Linked DNA regions of Pan troglodytes: region 2 is linked to region 1. A link is a contact called in public Hi-C data. All regions are on one chromosome and are shown on one strand. The core of a region is the stretch at or near the end of the contact, and the rest is flanking DNA. Distances in the headings are between cores, read along the strand shown.

The links. A called contact is a pair of places that touch in the nucleus more often than the background predicts.
Region 2: a Hi-C map of stem cell-derived neural progenitor cells shows a contact between it and region 1, with 4 times the contacts expected there. The contact joins the enhancer-like site here to the promoter of IRX3 in region 1. A contact is called at or near these places in 2 of 7 Hi-C or Micro-C datasets (induced pluripotent stem cells and stem cell-derived neural progenitor cells) and 1 of 1 datasets of contacts at active chromatin or transcription factors (stem cell-derived excitatory neurons).

The regions. Positions count from the first base shown.
Region 1 is chr18:52,232,217-52,236,775 of NHGRI_mPanTro3-v2.0_pri, forward strand. It overlaps IRX3 (iroquois homeobox 3), which reads right to left and starts at 2,134. Exons shown (of 4, transcript XM_016929854.3): 1 at 1,142-2,134; 2 at 1-971. The coding sequence starts at 1,408.
Region 2 is chr18:52,601,509-52,606,161 of NHGRI_mPanTro3-v2.0_pri, forward strand. No RefSeq gene overlaps it. Among named protein-coding and RNA genes, the nearest start is that of IRX5, 280 kb to the right of the region's middle. Within about 2 kb of position 3,148, at least 8 of the 24 cell types and tissues checked have an H3K27ac peak or open chromatin away from gene starts, as enhancers often do. A contact at or near this core is called in stem cell-derived neural progenitor cells, where this site is marked.

The sequences.
Region 1 (4,559 bases), core at 884-3,383:
GGAAACGGCCGGTTGGTCCAAGCCGGGAACTTGCCCAGCGGCGCTGAGACCAGTCTGTGAGCGGCGGCGGCGGCGGCCGGAGAGAGCTGCAGGGCGGAAGGCGCGACCGCTGCCCCCGGTGGAGACCCCCCCGCGCCGGGAGGCGAGCGGCGCGGGTTGTCCGGGCTTGTGGCAGTCTCCGCGAGGGACCAGATCTTGGGCTTCTGCAGGGCGGAGGCGGGGGCTGGTGCGGGAGCGCAAGGGTCCAGGCTCACGGGGGGCGACGGCAGAGACGGCGAGGCCACGGCCACTGGTGGTGGCGCTGGAGCCAGACTCAGGACTGGTAGTGGCCGGTCCTCTAAGCCCTCAGAGCTATCTTCCGAGTCGCTATTTTTGGAGTCCGAAATGGGTCCCAGGCCTAGGTCGCCATCCCTGCGCGCCGCCCCAGCCAAGGACAGCTCAGGCTCGGTGGCCGCGCCGTCTAAGTTCTCCAAATCGATCTCCTCGTCCTCGTCGTCGTCAGCCAGGCCCTCGCCCCCCGTGTCCTCCTCCTCCCCCCCGAGCTCCTCCTCCTCCAGCTCTAGCTCGCGTTTGCCGTCCTCCTCGTCCTCCTCTTCGTCTTCCTCCTCGCGCTCGCTCCCATAAGCGTTTCCCTCCTCGTCAGTGCGGCTGCGAGGCGCCCAAGTCATCTTATTCTCCTTCTTGAGGCGCCGGCGCGCGTTGGCGAACCAGGTGGACACCTGGGTGAGGGTCATCTTGGTGATGATGGCCAGCATGATCTTCTCGCCCTTGGTGGGGTAGGGGTTCTTGCGGTGCTCGTTGAGCCAGGCCTTGAGCGTGCTGGTGCTCTCCCTGGTGGCGTTCTTGGGACGGGACGGGTCCCCGAACTGGTACTGGCCATACGGGTAGAAGGCGGGGTGCGGGTGCGGAAACGCGGCAGCCGCGGCCGGATGCTGCACCCCGGGGCTGTCCTTCAGCTCATACTGCGCGCCCTGTACGCACATGGAGAAGGAAGGAACACGCGCGGAGGGAGCGCGGGTGAGCCCCAGCCGTCGCTGCCTCCCCCCTCCTGGCCTGCACCCCTCTAGTCCGGCCCCCGCGCGCTCAGCTCGCCCTGCGCCCCAGCGCCAACCCCTCCTTCCCTGGCTCCGCGGGCTCTTACCAGCTGCGGGAAGATGGGCAGCTCCGCGGCGTAGGGCAGGAAGGCGCCGTAGCCTTGGGCGGCGGCGGCCGCAGCGGCCGCGGCGTAGGGCGCCCCGTACACGGACGAGAGCACGTTGGACAGGGACCCCGAGGCGGCCAGCTCCGAGGCTCCGGCACCCGGGCCGCCCCGGGCCCCCGCGCTGCCGCCGCTGCCGCCAGCGGCCCCCGGGCGCTCGGACGGGTAAAGCGGGCGGATGTATTGGTATCCCAGCTGGGGGAAGGACATGGTGGCCCGCGGGGCACCGACGGAGAGGGGGCCCGACCCCCGGGCCGCCCAGCTCAGCGCCGCCCGCGGGCTCCGGCGCGCATCGGGGGCTGGGCCGGGCTTGGGGCCGCGCTGCCGCCCGCGCTGCGCTGTGCTCCGCGTTCGCCTATTGATCTGCTCCGCGGCGGCGACGGCGGCGGCGAGGAGCCAGGTCAGGTCCGAACAGATTGGCGGAGATTCCCGGGGCTCCGGGCTCTGATTGACATTTCTACTGAGCGCAAGCCCCTCCTCTCTGCGCCGCGCTCCCTCCTCTCGGCCGCGGGAGCTGCCTCTGCCCGCTCCTCGCTCCTCACTGCCCTCCTCTCCCCAGCAGTGTCGCGCCTCGCTTCCTTCGCCCTCCTCTAGTTTTCACTCCCCCTCCTCGCCCTTCCTCTCCCCTCCCCTCTCCGCACTCCTCTTCCCCCCAGGATCGCTTCCGCTCCTTCGGGCTCCTGCACTGCCCTGGACGCTATGAAACTCTCCTTTCTCCTCTCCCCTTCTCTTTCCCTTTCTCAGGAGGGCTTTTGCTCTCCGGTCCGTTCCCTTCACTTCTTCCTTTCTCACTACTTCTATTTTTTAAATCTCTCTCTTTACTCACACGATACTCCCCCCAACCTTTCCAGCCTCTGCGCCCTGGGCTAAGTAAGGCAGCCAAAAGTTGTGGACACTTAGGGTGCCGCGCGGGGGGTGTGTGTCCGTGTCTGTCTGTCCATCCCCGCCCTTCCACCCCCTCCCTCGCCTTTCCCCAAATCTCGGGTCTGACGTCGCGCCCTCTTATTCGACTTTTCCCCGCGTCTCTTCCCCGAGTCGCCAATCGCCTGGGCGCCTTACGGGCGAGGCCGCCCACCCCCGCGGATCCCGCGCGCGGGGCGGGGCGGGGCAGGGGCGGGAGCCGGAGCGCCGCGAGTCCCTGCCCGCCCCCTCCTGCTCGCGCCGGGCGGGGGAGCGAGAGGCGCGGGGACTGGGTGAGTGCAGGGTCAGCTCGCCCCTCCCGCCTCCCGCCCCTCCGAGCCTGTCCCCAGGCTGAGGCGCGGGACCTGGGCCGAGGCTGGCTCCGGGAGCTCCCCTGTGCCCGGGCCCCTTTTACAGCTCGCACCTCTCGACTCCCGGCCACTTTCAGCAGCTTAGGGAGGGAGCTAGCAGCCGGCGTGGGGGTGGGGAGCGAGGGAGTGCGTCCTAACAGAGTCTTCAGAGGCCACCTCGGTGCCCTGCGGGGGCGAGGCAGCCCCCAACCCAGCAGGACCAAACCCAGAGATTAGCCACTTAACGCCGCCCCCGGGTCCGTGTGCGAATCCCTTACTAAAAATGGCGGGCTGGCTCCGGGGGCTGAAGGGTGGCAGCCCGGGGGCGCTGGAAGGGTAGGGAGCCGCCACAAATCGGTGAAGCAGGCCCGCGCCCCAGGCGGCTGGGAATGGGGGAGGAGCAGGGCGCCGGGGGACAGAGGCCCTAGGAACTTTTGAAGAGCTCTTCGAGAAGTTTCTGTATTGGCGTTTTCGTCTGTGGAGATCCTTCCTTGCGCGACCCCTACCCCTTCTCCTGGTCCCGGCGCTAACCTCTTTTCTCTCTGCAAGGATCCTCCCACCGCCTCCGGTGGGTATGGAAAGCAAGAGTTTTGGTTTAATGATGGGATATTTCCTAAATCAAACTTGAAATCTCAGGATCGGGCGCCCACCTTCACGGATTAGGGCGTGCAGTCGATAGCGGCATTGAAATTCCCAGCATTGCCGCGGCTGGGGGCTCAGAGCTTTAGGCCGCGGCGGCGACCCACAAGCCGGCCAGGCCTGCAGTGAGCACGCCCCGGAGACAAAACGGGGGTGGTGACTCTGCGGTGGAGTGGCCAGCCCCAGCTCGGAGGCGGAAACCGTCACCTTGCATGGATGGATCCAGGAATCGAATTCGAATTCCACCAGAGTGGCGGGATCAGAGGAGATCAGAGGGTCTTGGCCCCGGCTGTCTCTGATCACAGCTCTGGGGAGCCCAGCTCTGGAATGAAAAATTCTTCCACCTCCACGGCAGACACCCAGTTTTGATCCCACCCCCACCGCCCACCTCCCACTTCCCACCTCCCACCTCTTTCCGTGGGTCTTGGCACAAGCCCACGGCCCTAGTAGGTGTGAACGCCAAAAACCTTGCGCGGGCGGGATGGGGGCGGGGAGGAAACAAGGGAAAGTTTTGGGAGGACCAGGTTTTGGGGGCAATGAGGGAAAGTGGGGTATTCCCAGACTGCATCTGAGTAGTTTCCCTATCACCTTCTCTTCCGCCTCTGCCTGGTGCTGGGGAGCCTGGTGGCTTCTCAGGAGCCTCGCCGGAGGAGGCGTCATCAGGGGCCGCCCTGGCTTTGAAATATCTCTTCGACGCCTGATTTCGTTTCCCGTTAAACCTCACAGAGAGTGGCATAGGGAATGTTGGGCTCACTTTCACGCGAAGAAACTTGGGGTTACAAAATTGAGAGTAACGTTATTTTCCGGGATGTGTCCTAGGTGTCAGACCTCGAGCCTCGACGGCCCTGAAGTCATAGTGTTTGTACAAAGTGGTGGCACCAGACCAGGAGGAGCTGAGAGCGAGATTCCGAGGTGGGGGGAATGGGGCTGCGCTGTAAGTGACCGAGTGAGACTCCCGATATTTAATTTAGCTTTTTTCAGAAGGAAAAGAAAAAACAATAATGAGCCTCGGAGATGCTCCTTCTGCATTAACCAGCTATCGACCTGTCTGCGTCGGACTGCGGGCGGCGAGAAAGAGGACAGGGAAGGGCCAGGCGGCTCTTAGGGACTCAGTCACGCCGGCGGGTGGGGGGGGGGGGGGCGCCCACAGCCCAGGGGATGAACCTCCAGACCCAGACGTGCACCCAAGAACCTCGCATATTAGATCCCTCCAGGCTCCCCAGGCCTCGAGCCGAAGCGGCCTCCTGGCTACCCTACTTTCCAATTGAGAACAGCCCTGGTCTTTCCGGGCCATCTGCGCGCCACGTCGAGACTCAGCGTCCCAGGCAGCCGCGTCCCAACGTGGCGCTGGTCCCCCAACTCCACAGGTCAAGTGGAGCCCGGCTGTGGGCTGAACTCGAGGGTCCGAGGGCAGCTGAACCTTTTCCAGGGATTTTTAATCCAACAGATTAAATGGGTCAGAGTGACACACT
Region 2 (4,653 bases), core at 1,898-4,397, 370 kb after region 1:
AGGGAGTGGAGGTGAAACCAGGGCCTGGACATTCTCTCTTTATCTCTCCATCTAGGTCACTAACTCTTGTCTCTGCATTGTTCATCCATTCGCTGTTGCCGTGAACTAGAACCTCCGCTAATGGCTGTTCCTGGCCTCACATCCTCACAGCTTTGTGACTGGAAAAGAAAACAGTTTTTCCCTCTAGTTCCAGTTGGCAAATCCCCAGGAGAGGACCCGACCGACCTGGCTAAAGGCTGTTGCCTACCTATAAACTAGGGTTGAGAGAGCGTCATTAGCTCAGCGTAGGTGAGGTGATGACTCGCCACTAATCAACACAGCAGGGAGCAGGAGCAACGTGGCTCTCATTTGATCCACACGCAGAGAGGAAAAGGAGCTGGGTAGAGCCAATCTAGAATGGAGGGAGTTGCTAGGAGCTGGGTGGCTCTTCCATTGTGTCCCCCGCAGTCTCTTACCTGACTCATCTGTGGACCCTGGTGCTCATACATCTCACACCAACAGTCTTGGCTCAAAGAAGACCTCAGGAACCAGATCCTCAAGCTTGGGCAAGCCTTCTTATGAAAATGAAATAACTTGAGTGTCTGAGTCTTTTCCACTGAAGCATAAGCATTGAGTTATTAATTATTCTTGCTTTCCTTTTGAGGCAAATCCCATCAGATCAAGGACAGAACTATAAGCCCCTTGATTTCTTCTCATCTCTGCATTCCCAGCTCTTTGTATTTATACCATTAGTATTAACTGACCACTTACTATGTGCCAGGTGCTATTCTAGAGTCTGGGCATGCAGTAACAGGCAAAACATGCCTTACAGAGCATGTGTTCTAGTGGATGAGACAGCAATAAACATATATATATATACACACACACATATACACGCACACACACAGGCACACACACACAAACATCTTCAATCATTTCAGATTAGGATGTGGGCTATGAAGAGCCTTAAGGCGGGGTGTGGGGACAAAGAGTATTAGTGTGGAAGGAGGACATTTTAGAGATGTGGTCAAAGATGACTTCTTTGGAGAAGTGACGTTTGAACAGAGACCTGGGTGGAGTGGAGTGTTTTCCAGGAAGATTCAACAGTGTGGACAAAGGCCTAAGGTGAAAATGAACTTGACATGTTTGAGGAGCAGCAAGGTGGGCATCCCAGCCAGAGCAGAGGAAAAAGGGGGCAGATGGAGGGAATTGAGGAGGGAGAGGCTGCTGGCCCCCATCACGTGCCGCCTTCCAGGCCACAGTGAAGACTTTTCATGTTATTCTAGGTGTGACGGGGCGCCTTGGAGTGTTTCAACCCGGAGAGTGACATGATCTGATTTATGTTTGTAAAGTGCCTGGCCAGTGGTAGGCTCTGCCTGGCCATTGGTAGGCTCTGAGTAAATATTTGCTAACAATTTAAAAAAAGAAAAAGAACTCAGATAAAAAAATATTTTAATAGGCTCCTTGGCAGGAGAGAGCCCGTGCTCCCTGTTAATAATGAAAACAGACTGACATTTGTCCAGTGCTCTCTAGTTTACAAAGCTCTTTCACCCCGATGATCTCATCTGACCTCTCATTTGGAGGAAGATATATGACCGCACGACATCAAGGCTCATATGTGTCTCTACAGCTGTTAGAGAAGAGTCTGAGCTTAGGGCTCTGAAGATGCCACGGGCCTCCTCAGTGTGCTCTCCCAGATGGAGGCAGGGAGATTCTCACACTCTTCTCAGAACCATCCTGCAGGCTTAGTTTTGCCAGTCAGAGCCCCCGAGAAGACCAGATCAAGAGGAGATTATGTATGCTCTGGAAGATTTGCTTTTTTTCTCTCTTTTCTACTCAAACATGAGAGTTTCTTAGGTGGTTAAAAAAGAAAAATTATTTAACGTGCCCCTCAGGCCTGGGATTAAGGCCATTAGAAACCATGGCAGCAGGGGGCCCCTAAAGCACCCCTGATTTAAAGAGCTGGTGTCAAGGCCCTCAGTTACATCATGGGACCACCGTCCAGAGCAGGACTGGACAGCCACCACCCCCAGACTCATGGCGCCTCATGCCATGGCCTCAGAAATCACATCGTCCTCCTGGTCTCTCAGCTTTAGTTAAAGTCATCTTTCCTGTGCTATGCCTCCACCCAAATGGGGAAGGCAGACTTTCACCCACTTTTTCCGGGGCCGACCAAAGAGAGAGAGGGAAGGAAGAGACGGGCTAGATTCCCCAGGTTCCCTCCCACTATTCTAACCTCTTCTCCAGGTAAGTCAGGGTGTCCGTCCCAGTTGTCTCACTGTCAATCCGTGACCTTGGGCAGAGGCAGAGGCAGCTGTCTGGTGGGGCAATAGCAGATTTAAAACTCAAGGGTTCCCGGTTCAAAGGTACTGGCAAAACATTGATCCTCTTCCAGCTCAACCCCCTTAATACAGTCCAGGGATTGGAGGCCCAGAGTTCAACAGTACTGGTCTTAGCGGCTGGCCTTTACCATTGAAATGCCATCTCTGCCACTTTAGATACAGTGCTTAAAACGTCCTTAGCCTCTGAGTATTTTTAAATATTTCTTTGTGCCACTTTCAAGCTACTTCTTACAAGAATCATAAAACAGGGCCCTTAGAATTTGTGGAATGAATGCAATTGCTAATGGGCTGCCGTATAATCATCAGCAAAATACATGTCTGCGTTCTGGACGCCAATATACAGTCATAATAGAAAGTAAATCTACATTTTCTGTTGTCAATCATGTTTATTAAATTGAAAAAAAAGTCTCCTCTCCCAGGCAGTCTGAAAAGTGGGAGGAAGATGAATTTATTCTATGTTGGAGGACTAGGCTAAAAATGTAATGAACAGATGCAATTATGCATTCTGATGCAAAGTGCTCCAAGCTGACAGGGAACTTAGAGTGGAGCTCCCAGGCCACAGGCTGCAAAATCTCTAACAACTTTATTCTTATACGCTGGCCTACGGTTCAATCTTGCTTCCTTTGAGTATCTTCTGCAAATAAAAGGCCCTATTCTTCAGCTTCCCCCAGCTTTATTCGGAATGAAAACACCACTTTGTGCCCACGTTGTGTTAAAATAACAGATTTGTGTTCGTTCCTGTAGGTTTCTGATGGGAGGAGGGAGGTGGCCTATCTTCACTGCGGATGGCGAGGTGCCTTTTGGAGGAGGAGGATGGACAGAAAGGGTCTCCAACAGCGAACCTTTGTCCTGCAATGCAAATGAACCTCCGCAAAACAGGGCACAGACAATGCCAGCCTAGTCCTCTGCGCGAAGCGATCCATCTGCAGCTATTTTGTTAACCTGATGTTTCTTACATTCTTTCTCTCATACAAAATACTTGATGTTGACAGCTGTGAATTTTAAACAACCATTCTGTGTATGTTTTTCTAATTTTGTGTATTCAGATTGTTTCTCCATATTAGGGGGGTTGGAAGGCAAGTACTTTGCATTCCTTCATTTAGAGATTTCATGCTTTTCGAAAGTCGTGGCGGTTCTGATCGCTAAACAAAGTAGAAATGAAGTGTGCTCACCAGCAGCACTGGAATGACCGGGGAGTGCAGAAGCACTTTTGAAATAAAAAAGGTTGCACAAGATTACACGCCAAAGCGGACTGGAGGCAGGGCTCAGGAGTGACACATCACTCAGTCACACTCTGGTGGCCCCAGGAAGCTGCATCTGCCCTCACTTACCTGTAAAATGGGGCTGCAACAACATTCTCACAAGGCAGAAAATAAAGATCTCATATATCCAGGTCCATCAACCCAGTTTTATTTCCCCTTTCCAGCTCTAGTTACATTGTTCTGGCAGCCAATCTTTCTTCTTAGGTAGCATGCAAAGGCATGGATTTGTTTTTAAGCATGAAGGAAAACAAAACGTGCTCTCAGACTGAGGCTAGCGTTGATAAGACACCACAATTGGGTGCATGGTTTTAAAACTGGTTTATTTATTTATTTATACCTTTGCCTCACTGATAGAAGGCAGTTCACCACCCAAACCACAAATGATAAAAACAAAAACTCTGGACAAGAAAAAAGGAAGCTGCAAATAGGGCAATTATAAGGCTCATTTTGTTTGCTACCATTGAGCTTTGAAATCTGACTCACAGCTTCCTGGCAGCAAGAGTGAAAAGGGGATGACGATTAATGACAAAGCCTCACTTCACTGGAGTATACAGTTCTTCAAAGGAGAGAAGAATTTTCCAGATGCTTCATTTTCAAATAAATTCTGCACTCAGGGCTCTTTATAAGGGGTCAATGAGAACAGAAGTTCACTGTCAACTGTGAGAGCAAACAGAGTTGCAAAATTGCCAGGGCCAGAGCAAAAAAGTGAAGCAAAGGGGCACCTGTCTAGTGCCCATTCCAGTTGTCTGGTGGTGGGCTCACAGAGTCTCATCTTGAGAAGGATTCAAGACCACATCTAAGCTGGGCAAAAAAGAGGCTACACTACGTTAGAGATGCCTGCCATAGGCAGAGGGCAGATGACGGCCCACACGTGTGCTGAATAACTCCTAACCTTGGCTAAATAAATACAGCACAAATGAGCAGGTTTCTGGTCTCCAACTTGATCCAAAGATAGAGCTCTAGGGGCCTAGTAGACTGGATGGCAATCAGGATTCTTAGATGTCCCTGAATAACACTTTTCTCAGCTGGGACTCTGAGAGGAGCTAGAAGGCTGATTGGAGTTTCTATCA